Regions from separate parts of the Mus musculus genome. Here all the other regions are linked to region 3. The links are chromatin contacts, called in public promoter capture Hi-C maps. All regions are on one chromosome and are shown on one strand. The core of a region is the stretch at or near the end of the contact, and the rest is flanking DNA. Distances in the headings are between cores, read along the strand shown. Region 1 has its middle 7.4 kb from the start of Gm41405. Region 2 holds the start of Krt18 (keratin 18). Region 3 holds the start of Krt75 (keratin 75).

Region 1 (4,343 bases), core at 1,409-3,908, 480 kb before region 3:
ACCACCATGCCCGACTAAGGTCCACATCTTAACTCTCTTTCGTTCTGTGTCTTTTCCTTGGGTGTTTAGCTGCAGAGCCCTTCTTAGCAGGCGGTCTGACTCATATTCATTTATTCATTCGCATATGCAACGTTTTCAGAAGACTATTAAATCCAGAAATTTCAATTAGAGTAATTAAAGCAATTGAAAATTGGTCACAGTGGAAGTATTTGTACTATAGAAGTTGACAGACACTACAGGTCACAGGTGCCTTTTACAAACATTTTCGTAGAGGCAGAGGGGAGAGGGAGGGGATGGGGATTTGTGGAGGGGAAGCTGGGAAGGGGGATAACATTTGAAATGTAAATAAATAAAATAATCAATAAAAATGAAAAAAAATGAAATCATATTGTGTGTGTGTGTGTGTGTGTGTGTGTGTGTGTGTGTGTGTGTGTGTGTAGTGAGACATTTTCAATCCCAGAGACTGAGGAGTACCAGAGCAGGAGGATCAGCCTGAGCCTGGTCTACACAAACACAGACACACACAGACACACACAGACATACACACACACACACAGACACACACACACACACACACACAGACACATACAGACACACACACACACACACACACACACACACACACACACACACACCTCAAACCACTCAAAACTAAAAATGTCCCATTTATTGGTGACTTAACACAGTTTGGAATGACCTAAGTCTGGGATATGATACTGAGCAAGCCCATCTCTGCTCACGGACACTTACAGCCTGAGGTGCACTGCACTACTTAATACAGTGAGGAACATTAGCCCCCTAGCTACTGGTGTGCATTTTAAAATGTAAAATAAATGACATTCCAAAATCATCTCTTTGTTCATGCAGCCACATTGAAAGCTGTATATGATTGGTGACTATTGAATACACAGAGGCCATTATTACAGAACGTTCCAGCACAGGTGCTGCTGGAGGCAGCAGGAAGAACAGGTTATGTGATCCAGATGAGACCTAACAAAGGAGAGAACTGAGCACTCTGCGTTGATGCCCCGTCCCCCCTGCCCTGCCCCCTGCACCAGGGTGGAAGTCAGCACCATGAACCCATGAGACAAGAACTACCACTGAGCTACACTTTCAGCCTGTCCTGGGGATTCTAAATGTTTTAAAATTAAAGTACACAAAACATTATGGCTGGAGAGATGACTCCATGGTTAGGACGGCTTGGTTTTGTAGAGGGCTTGGGTTTGGTTCACAGCACCCACATACTGGTTTACAACCATCTGTAACTCCAGTTTCAGGGGATTTGATACGCTCTTCTGACTTACATCAGGAGCCAGACACTCATGTGGTGCATAAACACACATGCAGGCAAATATTCATACACATAAAGTAAAATGAAATATACAAATGTATGTATATACAATATACACATATGTATTTTCATAAAAGAATAATAATTTGTTTTTTCACACAAGATATATTCTCACCTGATATACCTTACTTTTTTCTATGCATTTTACCAAAAAAAGTAATTAAAAAAGGATTTATTTATTTATTATATGTAAGTACACTGTAGTTGTCTTCAGACAAACCAGAAAAGGGCGTCAGATTTCATTACAGATGGTTGTGGATCACCACATGGTTGCTGGGACTTGAACTCAGGACCTCTGGAAGGGCAGTCAATGCTCTTACCCGTTGAGCCATCTCTCCAGCCCTGTATGCATGTTTATATGGAGGCCAGAGATCAATCTCAAATTTTGTTCCCTAGGAGTCAATGTTCTCTTTTTGTGTTTTTGTTTTTTTGAGACAGGGTTTCCCTGTGTAGTCCTGGCTGTCTTAGACCTCGCTCTGTAGACCAGGCTGGCCTCAAACTCACAGAGATCCGCCTGCCTTGTCTCTTGAGTACTGGGATTAAAGGCATGAGCAACCACAGCCTGACTTGCTACCCTCCTCCACTTTTTGTTTGTTTGTTTGTTTTTTCAGATTTATTTATTATATGTAAGTACACTGTAGCTGTCTTCAGACCATGTGGTTGCTGGGATTTGAACTCAGGACCTTCCGAAGAGCCGTTGGTGCTCTTAACCGCTAAGCCATCTCTCCAGCCCGCCTCCTCCACTTTTTAAAGACTTATTTTGTGTGTAGGGATATTTTGCCTGCATGTATGTATGTTCACCACATGGAGGTCAGAAGAGGGTGGCAGATCCCCTGGAAGTGGATTTATAGAAAGTTGTGGGTGCTGGGGTTAAGGCCTGGATCCTCTGCTAGAGCAAGAAGTGCTCAAAACCACCAAGCAAAGCCATCTCTCTAGCCCATTCACTTGCTTTTTGTTTTGTTTTGTTTGTTTCCTGAGACAGGGTCTGGAGCTGCCTGACTAGGCTGGGTGGCCAGGCAGCTCTTGAGATTTACTTGTCTGTCTGAAGTGCTGGGGTTACACGTGGAAGTGATGGGATTACCTCTCACTAGCCCCACTCTTGGCTGGGCGCCGCTGAGGGGCAACGAGGAACTGGAAGAGAAAACGGGCTTGTGCCCAGGTGGGAGCCACTGCCAAAATGATCGATAAGAAAGGTGCTGAACCCAAGCTGAGCTGGAGTGAGGCCGCGGGGCTGGAAGGGCGCACCTGCTTAAAGAGCAGCCTGGGCTCTGCGCCATGCTCAGTCAGTCCCGACCCAAACCGCGTGGGGAAGCCGCGTTTCTGCCTGCCCTCCCTTTGCCTCACCGCGTCCTGGGACTCTGGGTACGGGGTGCATGGTGGGCGGGTTGCCTCCCGGCTCAGCTGCGCATGCTCTGTAGTCAGAAGGTGGCGCATGGATGCCGTGATCCAAATGCCCCCCCGCGCTCCCCCCCGCGCCCCCCCCCCCCCCCCGCTGCCGCAGCTCAGCAACTCCAGGCTCCTGGTCTCATTGAGTCTATTGGAATTCGGGGCACATTTTCTGCGCCTCCTTTCTTCGCTTCCCGACAGTCCCTAGCTGGAAGGATCTTCTGATTTCCAGATAGCTCTTGGACTGGAGAGAACCTTCGAGTCTTGCGCTCCAACAACCCCACACCAATTTCCCAAGAAAAGTTCGTGGGAGCTCTTTGTTATCATAATTACCCAAAGAAGAATTAAATAATTTTGGAGTGCGTGCTCATGTAAGGGTCGGGTTTTTTTGTTTGTTTGTTTGTTTTTTGTTTTTAAATCAATCTTGTGGCACACGAATGAAAATCCCATCCTCCCACCCCCAGCATGCGCAACCAGGAGGATAGGTTCTGGGTCCTCCTTGGTAACATAGCCAGTTCAAGGCCAGCCTAGGGAGCAAGCTATCCTGTCTCAAACACAAATTCTGTTATAGTTTGACAAAGTCTGTAAGTTCGAGCCTCACAAGCTGGGGGTATGTGATAAATACAAAATCTTTATATATTTTCATTTTTACTATTAAACATTTTAAATTACATTTATCTATTTGTGTGTGTGTGTGTGTCTGTGTACATAGGCCTTGGTGCATGTATAGAGGTCAGAGGACAAACTTGAGCAGTTGGGAATCTATCCACTACGAGGGTCCCTGGAGGGAGCTTAGGTTGTCAGACTTGGGACTAGTCACCTTTGTTGAGCCATCTTGTATATGAGTATATGTGTTTATATGTGTGTGTCACATGTGTGTGTCCGTGTCCGTGTCCGTGTCCGTGTGTGTGTGTGTGTATGTGTGTGTGTGTGTCCATGGAGGACCTCAGATGCTCTGGAGCTGGAGTTACAAGCAGTTGTGAGCCACTTGAGGTGGGTGCTCGGAATCTAACTCAGGTCCTCTGGAATGTTGATACGAATGCTCTTAACTTGCGGTTTCTTGGTCCGCAGGTCAGTCAATGGTGTCTGCAAGAGAGAGAGAGAGTGGGGACTGAGGAACAAGAGACTGGAAGAATGGAGACAAGACAGGCTATCTGATCAAGTCTCAAGTCTTTTTATTGAAAGGCAACTATGGGCATATAAGCATAAGTCAGGGAGTGCAGCTGGAGACACGTAACCACAGGTCCAGGATGTGTAGGAGAAAACCAAGATGTTATCAGCGTGTGGTGGGCTTCTTGCAAAAACATCATGCTAGGAAAACAAGTCTCTCGTCAGGGTGGAAAAGTTCCAACCTGTAAGTAAATAGCCCAAGATGGCTGCAGAGATGATAGCCGCTTTCTGCTAAGAGTCGGCTCCCAACAGTTTCTGCTATCCTGTTTAAAATTGCAGTTTGACATCATTGTAAAGAGAATTATGCAGTTGTAGGAGGTAAAACAGGGATCCATGTACTTTTTTACCCAGTTTTTCTCCAATTTTTATTTATTTTATTTTTAAATAGGTTTCACTCTAGCCCAAGAGGGGCCTGAACTCACTACATAGGCTAAGC
Region 2 (4,402 bases), core at 1,681-4,180, 450 kb before region 3:
GGAATCGCTTGATTGGGAATGGGGGTGTGGAGCAGGCTTAGGGGTGAGACAGTTGGGGCTGGGGCCACCAAGTGTCTGAGGTCTGGGCCTAGCAGAACTGCAGCAGGTGACTGGAGGATGCTCACCTGGTTTTTCATGGAGTCCAAGTCAATCTCCAAGGTCTGGAGGGTGCGTCTCAGCTCCGTGAGTGTGGTCTCAGCGTCCCTGATTTCGGCAGACTTGGTGGTGACAACTGTGGTACTCTCCTCAATCTGAAGGGTGAGGAGGGTCAGTCATGACCTGCTGTCCTTGGCACCTCCCCTTCACACAGAGCTTACCTTAAGCGGAGTGGGGGCGGGCAGCTAGCCTTTCCTAGTTTGTACCTGCTGAGACCAGTACTTGTCCAGTTCCTCGCGGTTCTTCTGAGCCAGCGCTTCATACTGGGCGCGGATGTCCGCCATGATCTTGCTGAGGTCCTGAGATTTGGGGGCATCCACTTCCACAGTCAATCCAGAGCTGGCAATCTGGGCTTCCAGACCTTGGACTTCCTAAAGAAGGCAGAAATAAAGGGGGGTGGCAGGTGACACTTAAAGTCAGTTCAGCCCAGCCTTTCATTACTGATGGCCTTTTCTAGAAGGTGATGTTGAGTGTAAAGGCAGAAGAGAGCAGAGGAAACCCTTGGCAAGCCTAAGACTGGGCTTCTGCTCCAGCTGGTTGGGAATGCCACTCCTTGACAGCCTGAACCTGCCACTCGCTGGTGATATCCTCTCCTCGTTGTAGCTGCTTTTTCCTTCCACAGATCTTACCTTAAGCTTCTTCCAGAAGGCCCACATGAGCACCAGCTCCTAAGACTGGCAGTCCCCACCTTTGCCTCCAACTCAGGGTCTTACTCACACAATCTCTGTTTTACTAGACTAAGACAGGATGGCATTGAACTCAATCCTCCTGTCTCAGCTTTCCAGGAGGTAGTGATGCACAAGCCAGGCCTTAACTGGCTTAATGTTATCTTGACTCTCAATAGTGTAACTTAGGTGAGCCATAGAACATGTGTGAGCCAATGGCTCTGCTCTTAATCAAAACAGGCTAACAGCCGGGGCTTCTGCTTCCATGCTAGGCTGCTTTGGGGGCAGCCTGGCCCGCCTAGTCTTGGCCCTTAGCTCCTAGGCCTGGTCAGTGGCCCGGCTTACCTCTTCATGATTCTTCTTCATGAACAGAAGTTCTTCCTTGAGTGCCTCGATTTCTGTCTCCAGCTGCAGCCTTGTGATGTTGGTGTCATCTACCACCTTGCGGAGTCCATGGATGTCGCTCTCCACAGACTGGCGCATGGCTAGTTCTGTCTCATACCTGAAGGAGTGGAGGTGATCAGAGGGCCTGAACCTTCTCAACCAGTGCCACCTCCATAGACTAGCCCCGTGCCCACCATAAACAGTCACGGAGTCATTCCCTTAGCACGATTCTTGGCCTTGGAGCGTTTGCTTAAACTGGGCTGCACAGATGAAGAGCTAACTCAGTAGTCAATGAACCCTAACCTGAATAAACTTCGGAAAGGAAGGAACCCTACTCTAATACAGTTCTGGGAGTAGGCCATTCTTAGCTCCAGCTGCAGCCCCGGACTTACTTGACTCTAAAGTCATCGGCGGCAAGGCGGGCATTGTCGATCTGCAAGACGATGCGGGCATTGTCCACAGAATTCGCAAAGATCTGGGTGGATTAAAGTGGAGAGAGTCGCTTTGAGAGTTCCGGGTCACATGAGGGTGTGTGTGTGTGTGTGTGTGTGTGTGTGTGTGTGGAGAAGTGGGGGATGAGAAAACACGTCTTGTGTTTCAGTGAATCCATCCCAGTCCCAGGAACAGTCAGAGGCGTGTATTTCTGTCTTCCCTTCCCACCTGAGCCTCCTCTCCCTTCCTGGATTCCTTGCCCCTCTGCCAGGGCCTGCACTATCTGGATTGCTTACAAAAGAGCAGCTTCCAACAAGATTTCTCTGATCCTCTCCTGGCATCTTCTCCAGGTGCACCTGCTAACCCCCCCCCCCCCCCCCGTCCTGGGACGCGCCCCCCCCCCCCACTTGTCCCGCTGGCCCCTCCTACAGGTAAGCTCCTGTTTACTCCTAGATGACTCAGCCTTAGCCACATCCGCTTAACCCTCTAACTGTTCCTACTGGAAAAGAAGTGAGTGTCTGAGTTCATTTTATGATTCCCCCACACACACCTTTTTATTTTATTTTTTTTCCAATCCTGTTCTCTTCCCACTACACTGCTTGGGGGAAGCCGGCTCGCGTGTGTAACCACTACGCTTGGAATTCCTACAGGTTGTGGGTGAGAGTCCAGAGTATTCCTAACTCCGTCCCATAGAGTGTGTGTGGGGGGATGTGGTGAATGTGGAAAGAGTGGAGGGAGTCAACAGCCCACACTCTATTCAAGTTTGGGGGTGTGGGCACACTGGATAGACAGAACAGCCCGGAGCTACTGCCCCTCCCCCCTTAGGCCCCTTACCTGAGCCCTCAGGTCTTCGATGATCTTGAAGTAGTGGCCCCAGTCTCTGACGCCCTGGGGCCCCTTCTTCTCCAGATGTTCCCGGATTTTGCTCTCCAGTCTCCTGTTCTCAGTTTCCAGGCTCTTCACCTTGTCTAGGTAGCTGGCCAGGCGATCGTTCAGGTCTTGCATGGTCTCCTTCTCGGTCTGGATTCCACCCATTCCCGCCAGGCCTGCGGACCCCACAGAGCCACCCCAGACAGAGCGGGACACGGATATCCGGGACCCGGAGCCCCCAGCACCTGCATAGACGCTGGCTGCGCTGCTGGCAGGCCGGACCCGCTGGCTGGGAGTTCGCACAGAGCCCAGGGACCGGTAGTTGGTGGAGAAGGTGGTGGAGCGAGTTGTGAAGCTCATCTTGTCTGGAGAGGAGAGCGAAGCGAGAGACCAGAACAGGAGTTCCGCCGCGGAGGGTGGCAGTCCTCGACCTGTTGTTATATCGCCGCGGGAGGAGGTAGGGACCTCCCCCAGCAGGCCACGCCCCAGCCACCGGAGCCGGGGGCGCCAGGATCGGGATTCCTGTGACCTAACAGGTCGCAGCCCTTCTCCACTTCTGCACACGCCCTCAGCATACCTGCCATCCTCACCGACACAGGGAGTGGATAACTAAGGGGTGCACAAAGGATAGCAGGTGGTGTTAGCCCCTGAGTGTCTGTTTTCAGGGCAAAAAATGGCGTTTTAAATATCCGTTTATTCCGGGCGTGGTGGCGCACGCCTTTATCCCAGCACTTGGGAGGCAGAGGCAGGCGAATTTCTGAGTTCGAGGCCAGCCTGGGCTACAGAGTGAGTTCCAGGACAGCCAGGGCTACACAGAGAAACCTTATCTCGAAAACAAACAAACAAACAAACAAACAAACAAACTCCATTTACACAGACAGAAGAGGGGTTCACTAGGGTGAAGATTTTGTGGCATGTCGCCAGCTTAAGTCTGGGGGCAGTCCTAGAACCCCAGGAATCCTGGGGAAAGAAAATTGGGAGCTCAAAAAGAAGAGAAACACGAACCTGAGGGCAGGTCTCTTGGTTTTTCTGCTCCGGCCCCATGGTTCCAAGACACTGCTGTGGCTCCATAGGGAACCGTGGAAATACATATCCTCAAACGCGTGGGTACACATGTCCTCATTCAACTCATTCCCTGGAGGCTTTATCGGGGCCTTTGTGATTATGTAGAAGAGGTATCCCTATGTCTGGACACCTACCATTTACCTCCTCCTCCTCCTCCTCCTCCTCCTTCTTTTTTGAGACAGGGTCTCATGTAGCTCGGGCTGGTCTTGAACTTTCCATGTAGCTGAGGATGGCCTTCAACTCCTGATCTTCCCGTCCCACTTTTGAAGTGCTGGGATCCCAGGCATGAGACTCCATCACTTTCAGGTTACAGGGTGCTGAGGACCAAACCCAAGGCCTCATACTCCTCAGGCAGACCACTTTACCAGCTGAGAACACAGCCAACCCAAGAGCACATAGATTTAACCAGTATTTGCTAGACACCTTCTAGTAGCTATGGGAACAGCAAGGAAGAGAGAACCACTGTCCTTCCTGTAGATTATACTGTGTCTGGACAGGTTGGGGTCTGAGTCCATAGACCAGATATGTAGAAACAGCTAAGTTTGAACCAGATTGCCTGCCTCTCCATCCCCCACCTCAACCTCTGCCACCCCCTTGCATCTGTCCCCTTCTCCTGCTCCCCGGGCCTTTTCTTCGGTCCTTCCTGGTCAATTTTTATAATGCTTTCTGGCTTTCCAGCTTGTTTTCTGGGGGAAAGAGCCCCTCTGCACCCCCGCACCCCCTCCTCGCCAGCTGGATGACCACTCCTGCTGAATGAGGAGGGAGAAACCCTGAGGTTGGAATCGGTCAGCACCAGGAGCCCGTTTTTCCGGCAGGACTTGGTGTTTGCT
Region 3 (4,779 bases), core at 3-2,502:
GTGCAGCAGACACACACACACACACACACACACACACACACACACACACTAATAATAATAACAACGGCTTCTCCAGTAACTATCACTTGGAGCTGCTCTGATGAGAGAAATAAGAATTGGATAAGAATAAGGATACAGGTCTTCAGAACCGAATAGTCTGGGAGACTTCCAGAAGATAGCCTCAAAGATAGTGTTACTATGTATACCATTTTGTTCAAAGTTACCCAGCATGCTTCAGTTTTGCCTTCCCAACAGGACCCTGAGCTTACTGATAAAAATCAAGAATGTGTGTTACATTTCTTCCAAACCCTCACAGGACTCACTCAAGGATGAACATGTGGCCAGTCATTCATGAATACCTGTCTTATCTGCCGAAGACTGACACAGTGGACCTATCCTCTGCATTTATATGGCTGAAGCACTGTGAAAGCAGTTTTCATATGCGAATACTCTCCATAAACTCATTCCGCAGACACACACTGAGCCTCAGAAAAGTTGTATCATCAGTACAAGGACCCACTGCCCAGTGCACTACTGGACCAGCCACTGGAGGGGTTGGAATCCAAACCCAAGTGTTTCTGTTCCCACTCCTGTCCACAGACGACAGAGTGACAAACAGCCTTCAAAGGCAAAGATGGGCACAGACATGGCATCCATGTGTGTGCATATCGACACAAGTGCTACAGGAAATCACATGATACCCAGCAGGCATGAATGATTTGGAGCAAAATTAAAGGGCCATTCATGTTGTGTGGAAGCCTAAGGAAGATGAACACCAACCTGGAGGACCAGCCTTATAGGCTGGAGAAGCTGCTGAGAAAATGCTCCAGCATAAGAAACACGGGAAGGAACAGGAGACAGTGTTGCAGCCGCTTGTGTTGACACAAGATGTTTGGACTGGAGGGAGTTGGTCCTGCGCCTAAGAAAGCGGTTCAAAAATGAGGCAGTGTTTTTGAGTCCATTAGAAGATGCATGGTTAGGACATGACTGAAAGCAATTAAGTTTATTCTCACTGGTCTGCTGATCAAGTTACAACTAGAAAGAAGTTTCCACGTGGGGGAGGGGGAGAGGGAGGCAGCAAACCAACCAACCGGTGGCTTTTTTTTTAATGCCATTTTCTGCGGGGTACTCAGGGTGAGCTCAGGGCTGGCAGATGCCTAGGGGATGCCATCAGCAGGGGCCCCTTCATTAATCAAGCTCCGCCCTTTGGGGGAGGCCCATAAAAGTCTAAGGACCTGCACCTCCCTAACCGCCTGGCTTCTCTATCCCCTTCACGAATCTACGAATCTACCTCGGAGCTCCTGTGCTGCCTTCTTCGCCCATCATGTCCCGGCAATCCACCATCACCTTCCACTCCGGCAGCCGCAGGGGCTTCAGCACAGCCTCAGCCACCACACCTACGGCTGGACGCTCCCGCTTCAGCTCCGTGTCTGTGGCCCGCTCCTCAGGAAACAGTGGGGGACTGGGCAGGATCAGTGGTATTGGTTCTGGCTTTGGAAGCCGCAGCCTCTACAACCTAGGGGGGACCCGGCGGGTCTCCATTGGTGGCTGTGCTGGCAGTGGCTTCAGGGGTGGCTTTGGTGGCAGGACTAGCAGTGGCTTTGGGGGCAGCAGTGGCTTTGCTTATGGAGGTGGCATTGGAGGGGGCTTTGGTGGCCCTGGCTTCTCTGTCTGTCCCTCTGGAGGCATTCAGGAAGTTACTGTCAACCAGAGCCTCCTGACTCCCCTCAACCTGCAAATCGACCCCACTATCCAGCGGGTGCGGAAAGAAGAACGGGAGCAGATCAAGACTCTGAACAACAAGTTCGCCTCCTTCATTGACAAGGTGGGACCTGTGCTCACCCATCCAAGTTCCCAGTGCATGGAGTCACTAGGTGGGGGTGGCTCATCTCTGGAGATAGCAACAATGGGGGAAGGGTCCCCAGGAGAACTTTGCTCAACCAGTGCCATCCATGGACATTCTCAAGTCAGGCCATCTGGCCCACAGGACTCTTAGAGATGCTTCCTTCTCCTCTCTGGGAGTCCCCCTCCAGAAAGAGGGGTTCTAACTATGCTACTACCAAAGTATCAGCATTGAGAAACTCAACCCAGACTCCGTGACTCCTGCTATGTTGGTCCCCATGTCCAGTCCATTAAAATCCTAGAGTCTCTAGGGTACTTCCATGGGCTTTCTCATTTGGAGGTGGATTTATCATAACATAGCCGCTGATCGATCACGGCGTAAAAGCCCCTTTGTGCTTGTCTCCTTTGTTAGCAGGTGTGCCTGTTTCTGCCTCCCCGGCTTCTCAAGTGAGGCTCATTCTCTCTGCTCCCCTGTAGGTACGCTTCCTGGAGCAGCAGAACAAGGTCCTGGAGACCAAGTGGAATCTCCTGCAGGAGCAGGGCTCTAGGACAGTCAGACAGAACCTGGAGCCTTTCTTCGATACATATGTCAATGACCTCCGCCGGCAGCTGGATGGCATCACAGCTGAAAGAGGCAGACTGGATGCTGAACTGAGGAACATGCAGGAGGTTGTAGAAGACTTCAAAGTCAGGTGAGTGGGGAGACAGTCTCCTGGCTGCACACAACCGACCCTGGGGCTGTTTCCTCTGAGGTCCAGAGAATGCAGAGGCGTGAATGCCACACCAGCCAGGAATGTTGGATGAGCAGGGAGCCCAGAGTGCAGGAGATGGAGGGGACCCTAGTGCCTTCGTCTCAGCATCAGGGCTAACAAGGAGTCTGTTCTTATCTTTCTAAACCACTGAGGTGGGCACCAGCGGCAGCATCTGTCAAAATGAACACCGCAGCTCATCCTGGTGAATGGTGTTGCTTCCCCTTTGCCTGTTTATCTCCACTGGATGTGAGCCCAGGGGCTGAGATGGCTTGAATTTCCCAGACGACATAAGCTCAGAGTGAAGGAAGGTAGCAAGGAAGGAGGGGTTCTGTTCTTCCTTGTGGAGGTGAATACCATCTGCTCATTGTTTGGGCTACAGTGCAAAGGCTACAGCTAGCAAGCCCTTTAGGTAGCTTAAGCTCTACTTCCTCACAAATGACCATTGAGCACAGTTTTCAGTGGTCGCCCTGAGGCCCAGTGAAAAAAAATATCTCAAACAAAATATACCTGAAAGACTATCCTGGAACAAATTGGTTTTCTTTGCCATTTCAGCAGCAGTTGCTGAAGCAGCGTATGTTTCTGGTGATTAGGATTATGTGTCTATACAGTGTTATAATTGCCTGAGCACGTGATTCTGTTCCCGTGAGTCTATGCTCACCTTCTTATAAAAGGCAGAAGGAATTATCTAGCTTTTATGGAGGAAGACACAGGGTCAAGTGAATCACCCAAAGTCATGTGCAGGTCACCAAAGAGCTGGCAAGAACGGAAGAGCTTTTAACTCTTGCTACAGCCCTGGGAGAATTAAGCGGAAGCCTTGCTCAACCTCACACCCCCCTCCCCCACCCTCATTCTTGCAGGTATGAAGACGAAATTAACAAGCGTGCGGCTGCCGAGAATGAGTTCGTGGGCCTGAAAAAGGTGAGTGGGGCATGCACGTCTCTTAAGTGAGATTGATGTATGAGCCCGAAATCCCCGAACTCGGAAGAGCTGAGCCTGAAGCCAGCCTAGGCTCCACGGTGATACCATACCTCAAAGAAAAAAGGGCTGGGTATGTAGATCAGGGGTAGGACTTAATGCAGCATTTACCAAGCCCTGAGTTCAAGAGCTAGCCTTGAGAGGTAGAGAGACAGAGCTTCGGAGAGGAGGCTGGAGGAGGAGAGGAGAGAGCAAGAGATTTCGTTTTAACTTTAAATTTCAGAATATGAGGCAGTCTGGCCCTAGGCTCCCACAGAAATATGACATCAGTGATGAGATCATCCAATGAGCTCAAACCTTTCAGAAGATAACCCTTATATCAGTACATATCCCTACTTCTGCTCAGGGTTCTGTTAGTCCATGAAGCTTAAGCCCTGGTTTTAGTGACCACCTAGTCCAATCCCCTGGAAATCCAGGCTTGATGCCCTCAGCTCACTTTAACTTACTGTTTGGATCTGGGGTCATTTCAGGACGTAGACAGTGCCTACATGAACAAGGTGGAGCTGGAAGCGAAGGTCGACTCTCTGACTGACCAGATCAACTTCTACCGGATGATCTATGAGGCAGTAAGAATCTGCAAGTGTTTCTTCTGTTGCTCCTGGTACCAGAGCCTAGAAAGGAAAGGCTGCTTCAGGGTGTCATTCACTTAGTGAGTTGAGCTGGTATCTCTCCCCGAAGCATCCTACGTGGAAGCCTGCGGGAAAGGTGGTGCTGGAGAGGAATGCTGGGAACTTTGATTCATGAAACAGTTTCAACTCTGAGACCTTTCCTCATACGCACAAATGGCAAGACAGCCCTAGCCCGAGAGGGGATGTAGACTGCACCCACTCTTTTCCTCAGCTATAGTTCAACTCACTGGCCCGATGGCTACTTAGCCTCTGAAGAGGCCTCATTAGGGGGCTCTGCCATTTGGAAAGCAGATACCTGGGACTGTGGAGAGACAGAGGAAGGAAGCAGTGAAGTCACTCTGTGGGGGGGCGGGGGTGGATCGGCTGATTCCAAAGAGCTCCATATGTCGTGATTGTGTCACCAGTGGAAAGCATCACTGGAACTGGAGAGAACAGGTCCCACCACCACACTGATGAGTCGTCTAGGAACTCCCGGGGACATGATTAACAGGACTGGGGGAGGGGAGGGGCGCCTGGAAGGACTTCTGCCAGGGATGCCAGAGAAGAGAGACCTAGCCTAAGTAGTTAGTTACCTCAGAAGT

The links. Promoter capture Hi-C pulls out the DNA fragments that hold promoters and counts their contacts.
Region 1: a contact with region 3 is called in a promoter capture Hi-C map of second pharyngeal arch cranial neural crest. The contact joins the enhancer-like site here to the promoter of Krt75 in region 3. A contact is called at or near these places in 6 of 39 promoter capture datasets (the C10 cell line, the SN4741 cell line, cranial neural crest and 3 more) and 3 of 9 other capture datasets (adipose tissue, liver and pancreatic islet).
Region 2: a contact with region 3 is called in a promoter capture Hi-C map of the SN4741 cell line, with 6 times the contacts expected there. The contact joins the promoter of Krt18 here to the promoter of Krt75 in region 3. A contact is called at or near these places in 9 of 39 promoter capture datasets (the C10 cell line, the HPC-7 cell line, HPC-7-derived erythroid cells and 7 more), 1 of 484 Hi-C or Micro-C datasets (bone marrow-derived macrophages), 1 of 115 datasets of contacts at active chromatin or transcription factors (embryonic stem cells) and 3 of 9 other capture datasets (adipose tissue, embryonic stem cells and liver).

Annotation. Positions count from the first base shown.
Region 1 is chr15:102,050,551-102,054,893 of GRCm38.p6, reverse strand. No RefSeq gene overlaps it. Among named protein-coding and RNA genes, the nearest start is that of Gm41405, 7.4 kb to the right of the region's middle. Within about 2 kb of position 2,658, at least 147 of the 459 cell types and tissues checked have an H3K27ac peak or open chromatin away from gene starts, as enhancers often do. A contact at or near this core is called in embryonic stem cells, pancreatic islet and second pharyngeal arch cranial neural crest, where this site is marked.
Region 2 is chr15:102,026,744-102,031,145 of GRCm38.p6, reverse strand. Krt18 (keratin 18) reads right to left here and starts at 2,930. Exons shown (of 7, transcript NM_010664.2): 1 at 2,472-2,930; 2 at 1,598-1,680; 3 at 1,167-1,323; 4 at 363-527; 5 at 126-251. The coding sequence starts at 2,867.
Region 3 is chr15:101,570,377-101,575,155 of GRCm38.p6, reverse strand. It overlaps Krt75 (keratin 75), which reads left to right and starts at 1,252. Exons shown (of 9, transcript NM_133357.3): 1 at 1,252-1,825; 2 at 2,320-2,534; 3 at 3,452-3,512; 4 at 4,040-4,135. The coding sequence starts at 1,325.